2 separate regions of the Gossypium raimondii genome follow, and region 2 is linked to region 1. Evidence: chromatin contacts called from public Hi-C data. All regions are on one chromosome and are shown on one strand. The core of a region is the stretch at or near the end of the contact, and the rest is flanking DNA. Distances in the headings are between cores, read along the strand shown. Region 1 has its middle 5.5 kb from the start of LOC128032156. Region 2 holds the start of LOC105791529 (probable alkaline/neutral invertase F).

Evidence for each region. A called contact is a pair of places that touch in the nucleus more often than the background predicts.
Region 2: a Hi-C map of leaf shows a contact between it and region 1, with 2.5 times the contacts expected there. The contact joins the promoter of LOC105791529 here to the enhancer-like site in region 1. A contact is called at or near these places in 2 of 2 Hi-C or Micro-C datasets (both in leaf).

What each region holds. Positions count from the first base shown.
Region 1 is chr8:43,026,942-43,031,352 of ASM2569854v1, forward strand. No RefSeq gene overlaps it. Among protein-coding and RNA genes, the nearest start is that of LOC128032156, 5.5 kb to the right of the region's middle. Within about 2 kb of position 2,545, the one cell type or tissue checked has open chromatin away from gene starts, as enhancers often do. A contact at or near this core is called in leaf, where this site is marked.
Region 2 is chr8:43,167,621-43,171,873 of ASM2569854v1, forward strand. LOC105791529 (probable alkaline/neutral invertase F) reads right to left here and starts at 1,325. Exons shown (of 4, transcript XM_052634852.1): 1 at 513-1,325. The coding sequence starts at 1,325.

The DNA of each region.
Region 1 (4,411 bases), core at 1,295-3,794:
TAAGGAACTTCCGAAGCTAGACTACTTCTTTTGTTGCCTCAAAAGCAACCACATATTCGACCTCCATGGTGGAGTCAACAGTACAACCTACTTGACATTTATTTACACTATGGACTCGCTGCCTAGGATAAAGACACAACTTGATGTTAATTTTCTTTTGTATCAACACATTTAGAAGTTAGAATCAATATTTTTGATAAGAGTTAAAATCTCCTTCAGATTATGCAAGCATATAATCTCTCATTCTCCATAAATACTTGAGTATATTCTTAACTGCTTGCCAATGTCTTGGACGGAGATTCACTTGATATCGACTTACCGTCCCTATTTCTTATGACGTGTGCATAACATAGCATACATAAAACTTCTTACTACTGAAGCGTAAGAAATCTTTCTCATTATTTTTTTTTGTTGTCTTATGACAGTCTTCGAAAGAAAAATGAAATCCCGATATAGAAGGTTGCGATCCCTTCTTTGAGTTGGTCATTGCAAAATGTTCTAATATTTTATTTAGGTATGAAGCTTGTGATAAAGTTATCACTTTGTTCTTTTAATCCCTCAAGATTTGAATTCCCATAACATAATTAGCTTCACCCAAATCCTTTATGCTAAATTGTTGGGTTAATCATAATTTAACGGATAATAATATCCCTACATCATTCCCAATGAGTAGAATGTCATCAACATATAAGACTAGGAAGATCACCTTTCCATCCACTATATGTTTAAAAACACAATGTTCATCAACATTTTGCTCAAATCTAAAAATTTTGATTGCTTAATTAAATATTTGGCTCCATGAGCAAGATGCTTGCTTAAGTTTATCTATTGATCTTAGCAACTTGCAAAATTAATGCTCGTTCAACAAAAAGACAATGATTTAGGAGATCAAATATTGGGTTGCTTCATCGAAAAGGTTGAGGCTTCAAGTCTTAAAGGTTGGGATTCAAGTCTTATCATTTGCAATTGTGATGTTTGGATTTCATTTTCACCATGTATGTATACCATATATGGATTTTATATGATTGTTTTCGAATTAGTTCAGTATTATCTTATTTTTCGTCCAAGTATGTATTGTATATTATAATAAGTGAGACATATATTTATATATGTATTATACTTGTATGTATATTATATTTGTACAGGTAATTTAATAAAAAAAACATTAGGTTGTGTAAAACATTTTTGTTAATAAAAAGTTGTTATTCAAATAATAAAAACCGAATGTTTTGCGTCGATTAGAGTAATAATTTTGGTTCAAATTAGGGTTATTTACCAATATATTTGTTTGTTTCAGCCTTCAGGCCGTTGAAATGGATTCATCGTTCAATATTTTTATGGATGAAAGAAACGAGCTTGGCTGTTGATTGAATGAAAATTTTGTTTCAATTTTGATATTTTTTATTTAATATTTTATTTGAAGGCATGTGCCTATTAGTAGATGCTGTCTTTTCTTTTGTCTATATTTTCTCTTCTTGGATTTTCTGATGTCATTTTAAGATAGTTATTGTATGACTACTCAATTGCCAACTAATATTTGTAGTTTTCAATTTTACTGAAGCCTAACAACATGTGATTGATGTGACCAACAAGAAGTTTTGTAGTTTTGAGAGAAGGTGAAACATTCGACTTTTACTTTTAAGAGAAAAATGGTTTAGAAAATGGAAATGATTTTGTCTAGAATTATAAATGAACTTATGAGCTGCAAATAAAGATCTAAAAGAACAGACTTACATTGTTAAAATATGGTGTCAGTTTTAATAAATGAACTTTTCTAGAATTTAAAGATTTAATTTTTAATTTTTTAATTTTCATATTTTTAAATGTAAAAGTCTTAATCTAATTATTTTCATAGGTAGCTTAAATCAACATGTTAAATTAATACGTTTTGACAAAAAAAACTTATAATTTTAATTATTGAACTGAAATTTTAAATAAAAACTTAAATGATTAAATGTTTTTTTTCAAATATGAGGACTAAATCTTAATTTTATCAAAATACAATAACAGCATATTTTAATCTATGAGGGCTAAAAGTGAACAACTTTATTTACCATTTCACGTGATGTAAATTTTATATTGTTTTTTATTTTCACTACCCAGTTGGTGTACAGAAGAGTAACAAACATTATTTTGCTTTTTGATTTGTTATTTTATAAGACGAAGATTTGATTGTATTATATACCTACGAACTTTCGATTTAGTCGATGAAAACTTAAATCAATAGAAATCTTGTTTGGTTGACATTTTCAGTTTGATTTTACTTTCTTGTAAACAAGTAACTAAAGCAAAATAAAATACGATAAGCAATCACAAAAGTAGCAAATTACTGTGTCCGTAAACTGCATAAAGCAATAGGCTTAAGATCTCATATACATATATATAATATTTTCATTCCATTTAACGCATATTTTTGTCGTGGAACTGGGAACATGGCTAATTGATACTCAGGGGGAAAAACCAATATATATATATATATATTGAAAAGGAAAGAACCATACTCGACAGACATCCCAACTAAAGGACGAACAAGGCAATCATTTTGATTCTGATGTTATGTATTCGACATGGTGGACGGTATTAATTGATCACGCGCCGTGTATGACGGATCCCAAATTTCAAAAGAGATTATATTTTATAAAAAAAACTATATAGATTTCAATTTTAAAAACGATACCTCAAGATTCAAATCTTGAATAAATTATAAAATAAATAAAGAAAAGAAAATCCAATTAATAAGTTCAAAATTGACCCAATTAGTTGAGTAAACCCAAAGTGAACATCTAATTAGATGGATTAAACAAATAATCCTTACGGTTTGCCACGATGAGAAGGGCAGATAGGGAAGAAAGGTGGTTGTGTTACGCGAGAAAATTTCAACAGAAAATATAATTTTGGTCATATAATTCATTAAAGGTAGCGCAAGAGACAAGCGGTTCTGGGACCATACGGACCCCCCTTCATTTACCACCAGTCAAATCCGCACATGCAAAATTCATATTCGATCGAATATACTTATTTAATATATTAAATTATAAAAAATATTTAATTTTTTGATTTATGTAAAAAATTATTTATAGTTTATGCTGCATCAGTGAATAATAACTTTATACTTCTTCCTTACATAAAACAAAAAATAGTGAAAAGGATTACATATAAAGTTATTAATATTTATTTACAAGTCATTCATCTTTTTGTTTAATTTAATGATGATTTATTATGTTATTATTCAATTGATGGTTTATGAGACTCATCTATGACTATACATAAAATATTATTCCTTAAATTATAGTACACTAACAATGTAATTGAGAAAAATTCGAATAAATATATTTATAAAAATTAAAGGAGAATACTTGATGCACCTTTGATTTTTAGATCTCATGCACAATCAATTAATAATAAGATGACACATCATTATTCTTTGTAAAAAGAAAAAAAACACATAGTGAATTGTTTAAAAATAAAGTTAATTATAATTATTAAACATAAATAAATACAAATACATCAACCTCGAGATCGAAACTTGAAATCAAACATCCAATATTCAAAACCTAAAGAACAAAAAAAATTTAAAATTTATATTTAATTATATTTGAACAAAGTTAATATTTTTATTTTTATTTTTAAGTCTTTCAATATTTTTTATTTTACACTAAGGATAATGTGTCATCTTATTATTAACTTATGGTACATGATATCTATACACCGATAATGTATTGTATATTAATCCAAAACTAAACGATGCTTTGGTTAAAATGATAAAATTGAAAATATAAAATTTATAATGTGTTTAGTTTTACTTTTCGGGATAACATAATGTTTGGTTTGAACTTTTTCTATGTAATTTTTTTATTGATTTATGAAAATATATAAAAAATAAAAAGACTTTTATAGTAAATATAGCATAGCTTATTTTATAAAAAATAATAGGTTCATCGACACCTTGACCTTTACCACAAGGCCGTAGATTTCTCCCTGTTCAACTTAGCTTGCTTCGATAAGTTCAACACGCAGTTCCATATTTCTCGTTTGACATTTCGAAATTTTGGATGTTGAATCTTATATATAAGAGCCTATCCTAGTGGATAAAAATTGGTTTACGTTTGGCCATAAGCCATTCCACATGGATGCTACAAAATTTCCATCCTCAATTAATTAAAAACTTAGTCTATTTGAAGACGACTGGTGCAATGTAGGACTTGCTTGGCATGTTTAGTAGCCCAATTTACTTCTAACCAAGTACATAAATCCACAACATGAAAGCTATCCATATTATTTGGATATCTTGGAATTTCTCAGATCATATTGAACTGTTGGAAAATTTAATACGACCGTTGCCACTCAATGCAAGAGAAGCATATAAACGACATGCACATGTAAAACATAATTGTACGCATATGCCTCCAGC
Region 2 (4,253 bases), core at 75-2,574, 140 kb after region 1:
ATATATGAAGGGCAAGTCAAGAAGTGTACATTAGACCACATATTTGCCAGGTGAAGACGAAAAGATCACAGAACTAAAAGGCACAAGAACTTTCATAGCAAATCAAATAACAGGAACCGAAGTTATATAAGTAAAAGAATAAGACGAAGAATTAGATATAGATATAGATGATTATCATGGATGGAAAATAAGCGTAAGAAATAGATATAGATGATTATCATGCATGTAAAACAGGAATTTCCTTAACACCATTCACAAAAACAGAAAATGCCTCAAAATGCTATAGCGAAAGCGAATAGCAGTAAGCAAAATTCTGAAGATAAAATGGATTCTAACAAGCATGGATTTGAAGGCTAAAGAAAGACCGTTGAGAAAACACCTAAGACAAATGAAGCTTCATTGCAAAATAGCCAAACAAAAGAAAATGATAATATAACAAAACAAGGGAGATATCTGGATTTGAAAAATCAAAAGAAAACAAAAACGAAGACAAAGAACTAAACATAATATACCTGATTGTAATTCAAAGCCTCGGCGATAGGATCCATAGCAGCGAGCGTACCGACTGCCTTGCCTTTGTAATATACGTAAGATTTTTGTAGTCCCTCCCACGCTTCTTCCAACATCGCACCGTTTTCTGTACTCCCTAGAGGACTATCGACGGATCTGACCGCAGGCAATAAACTATCGAGTTCCAAGTTCTCGAGACTCGAACCTACGCTAGGAGACGGCTTCAGTGACATCTGCGCCACGTTTGCATTATTGGATTTGGATATGTTCTCGTTGCTCTGCACTCTCAACGTCTTCATCGGCTTATCAAGTTTGTCAGTCGATTCATTTTCTTCCTCCAATTTGGATGACTCTTCTTTTCCGACTGTGTCTTGAAATATCTCTGTTGATATTTTTGGACTCTCTCGCTGGTTTGATTCTAGAGAAGTCTTTCCATTATCCCTCCATTTTACATTTTCAGTTTGCGAAGCTTCCTCAGGAGATTCAAGAGCTTCTTCCTCTTCATTTTGTGAACACAGGGATTTCTCGGTAATTTTAGACTTCTCAAACATGATAAAATCAAAAGATTTCTCACTCGCGTCGTCAGCTCCTTTCTCCGTGGTAGTCTCCGAAGGTTGTTCTTCGATAGGCGTCACGGTGCACTCTCCTTCGTGTTTAAGAACGATAAAAAAGTCAGCCGATTTCACCTCTTTTTCCGATGAATCTCCAAGTTCTTTCTCACTATCTCCGACTGAAAGAGTAAAATAAAGCGCAGGAACCGCCTCTGCTTCCTTTACATCTTCTAAAAGATCACACGGAGCTCTCAAAGTTGACATTCTTAAAGAAGAGAATCAAATATCAGAAGCATAATTGCACAATATACCTTTCTCAGGTCTTCCTCTTCGTTTCGTAGAAACTGAAACTGCTGGAGAGAATAGTGAGAGACGGACAAAGAAAATAATGCAAAAATGGATCAGAGATGGAAGCCTAAAGGGCGTGAGCGATTGGGTACCGAATTGTGGTTCGTTTTGGAGGTTGGAAAAAAAATTTGAAGTGTGGAAGTTGTTTTAGAATAGGTCTCAATACTTAGTTTATCTACGAAATTGCCCCTCGTCGTTTCGTGCCCTGGGTGACAAGTTGGAAGTTCATAATGTATGGGCGTTTTAGAGATTAACAAAATTGTTTGTGAACTTCTTTCAGTTTTTGGTGGCGAGAGGAGTTATCGTGGGACCTTGGAGGCCGTTGGCTTTGGGCGCCAAAGGGAACACAAACAAACCCATAAACTCTTCCATTTTTCTAAAAAATTAAAACAGATAAAAAATTTTAAAAATAAATTTATTAAAAAATTATTTTTCGATGAAAGTATAAGATTTTATAAAATTGCATTTAAAAATTCCTAAAATTGTAGAAAATAATTAAAATTTTATAAAAAAAGAATAAAATAAAATTTGAAACCCATGAACTTCAGTCACCTTAGATGTTGTTTACAGTTTGAATGTTGCTTATGTCCGGGAACGAAGTGCACTACACACCTGTGCATCACAGATTTGACTGGCCTCATCTCTATAGAAGCTATAAAATAGCTCTTCATGTGTCTATTAATGCATGGTATGAATGGAAATGGATAAAAATGAGGGATAGAGTCAAAAGAGGTCAATTCACCCATTCTAAGGTCAAAAGTTGGACAGGTAGAGAGAGTCAGGACTATTGATTAGTGAATTAGGGTTTTGAGTGGAGAGGAATCCCTTTACTAAGTGGTATCTTGGGGTACTTATAAGAGGGGTAAGGGCCCAATGAAGGGTCCAACCAGGTCCAAATTGGGGGATATAACAATAGTCCCCCTCCTAGTCGAGAGATAGGTTAGAAAGTGACCATGCCTCGAGACTATTTGTAAGCCACCCCTGTAGGTAGTAGTAGTTGTAAAAAAATGGGTGGTAAGTTATAGGGAACGTACCCAAAAATTGTCTTGTACTTTTATAGAGGATACAATTATTAGCCCTACGACTTGGGAATATATGGTGTCTTGTGAGGCTATTGAAATTCATTTGTACCCTTAATAATGCATTGGCAGATGGTGTTTCTATTCATGGTTGGTTCGTTTAAGTTTGCTTTGTGATTTAATGGGTGGTATGCTCATTGGCCCGACAATCTGAAAATGCATAAAATATACCCGAGTGGTGCAATTGTCAATATAGAGGGATTAAATTTATTCAATGGAGACATGGCATATGTATATTGTGGATGCCATAATTGTACATGTAAAATAGAATAGGTTCAAGCCATCCGTTTGTTGGTGCAAGAAATGCATATTATTCATTGGTGTAACAATATAAAATGTAGGGTACAAACTGTTCGTTGGTAATACAAAATTTAATAAATGCATATTATTCATTGGCGTAAGAAATACGTACTATCCGTTGGTGATATAAAACTTAAGCGGTGCAAAATCATTCATTGATGATATAAAATGCAAGAGGTGTAGGTCGTCCATTGATGATATAAAATGGAAGAAATGTAAATTGTTCATTGGTGATATAAAATGTAAGTAATGAATATTTTCCGTTAAAATATGAATGTAAAGAATGTGGGCTATACGTTTAAAATACATTCTCGTTTGTAATATAAAACGTAAGAAATGTATATTATCCATTGCGCAAGACATGCATAATGTCCGTTAAAATGTGAAGGGGAGAATTATTCATTGTTATAAATAATGACAGCGAATGTAGCTTTTGGCTTTAGTTTTTATTGAGTAATATTGAATAAGTGTTTTCAAAATGATGACGGGTGTGGCAACCCGACCAGGTTGTTGACAAGTATGGTGACTTGACTAGGTTGTTGACGAGTATGACGACTCAACCAATAAATACAAGGATGACAGATGTGACGACCCAGCCAGGTTGTTGCAGGTATGGCGACCCGGCCTATAACATTAGCCTGGCGACCCCTTAGTGTTCGAATACTTTTTATAGAAGTGAGGCATATAAAGTTATGAAATAATTTTTTTTTTGTAATGAAAAACTAAGTTCAAATTAAGTAGGTATTAAATTCGACTAAGAATAAGAATTCTTTGAGTGCGTCTTTGGGTGAAATCTACATCAGACGAGCTTGGTGGTTTGGTAGACTTTTTTGAAGAGTATACGCCACCTAGCTGTTAGACAAAATGTTAAACCCTTGGTGTTAATATCTTATTTTTAAAGAATCGTACACTTTATTATTATTTTATTATCCTTGTTGAACAATCTGGTTAAACTAATGAGAATTTGGTTAGTATAAGACTAAGTTTCTGTAATCTATCAGACCCGTATTTATGAAGAAAGAGAAGTGCTTAGTCACAATGAACGAGGGGTTTGGAGGGAAATCAAACTTATTCACTAAGTTTTTCCTTTTGTGTATATCTGTATAAAGAAAAATTTGGCTTATTGAGCAAGTTTTATGCTTTATTTGGCAACCATAATTTCTTTCCAAGCTTTCTCTTTAATTTTTCTCTATGAAAACTCTAAACTTAAGATTTGTTTGAAGACTTGGGTTCGTTGTACTCAGCCAACTCCACCATTGTTTGGTACTTGGTAAATATCAATGAAACTCAAGTTATTTTCATGGTTATTTATGAGGCTTTAGGGTTTTATGCTTTAGGGTCAGTTTGAGTTGTAATAAAGGAAACTTTCAGATTTTGGTTTCCTGTTAATATTCATATTAAACTTGCTTAGTTTTCCTTGTAAAATGATTTGATAAGTTAACTCTTTGTATTATAGCTCAAGAAA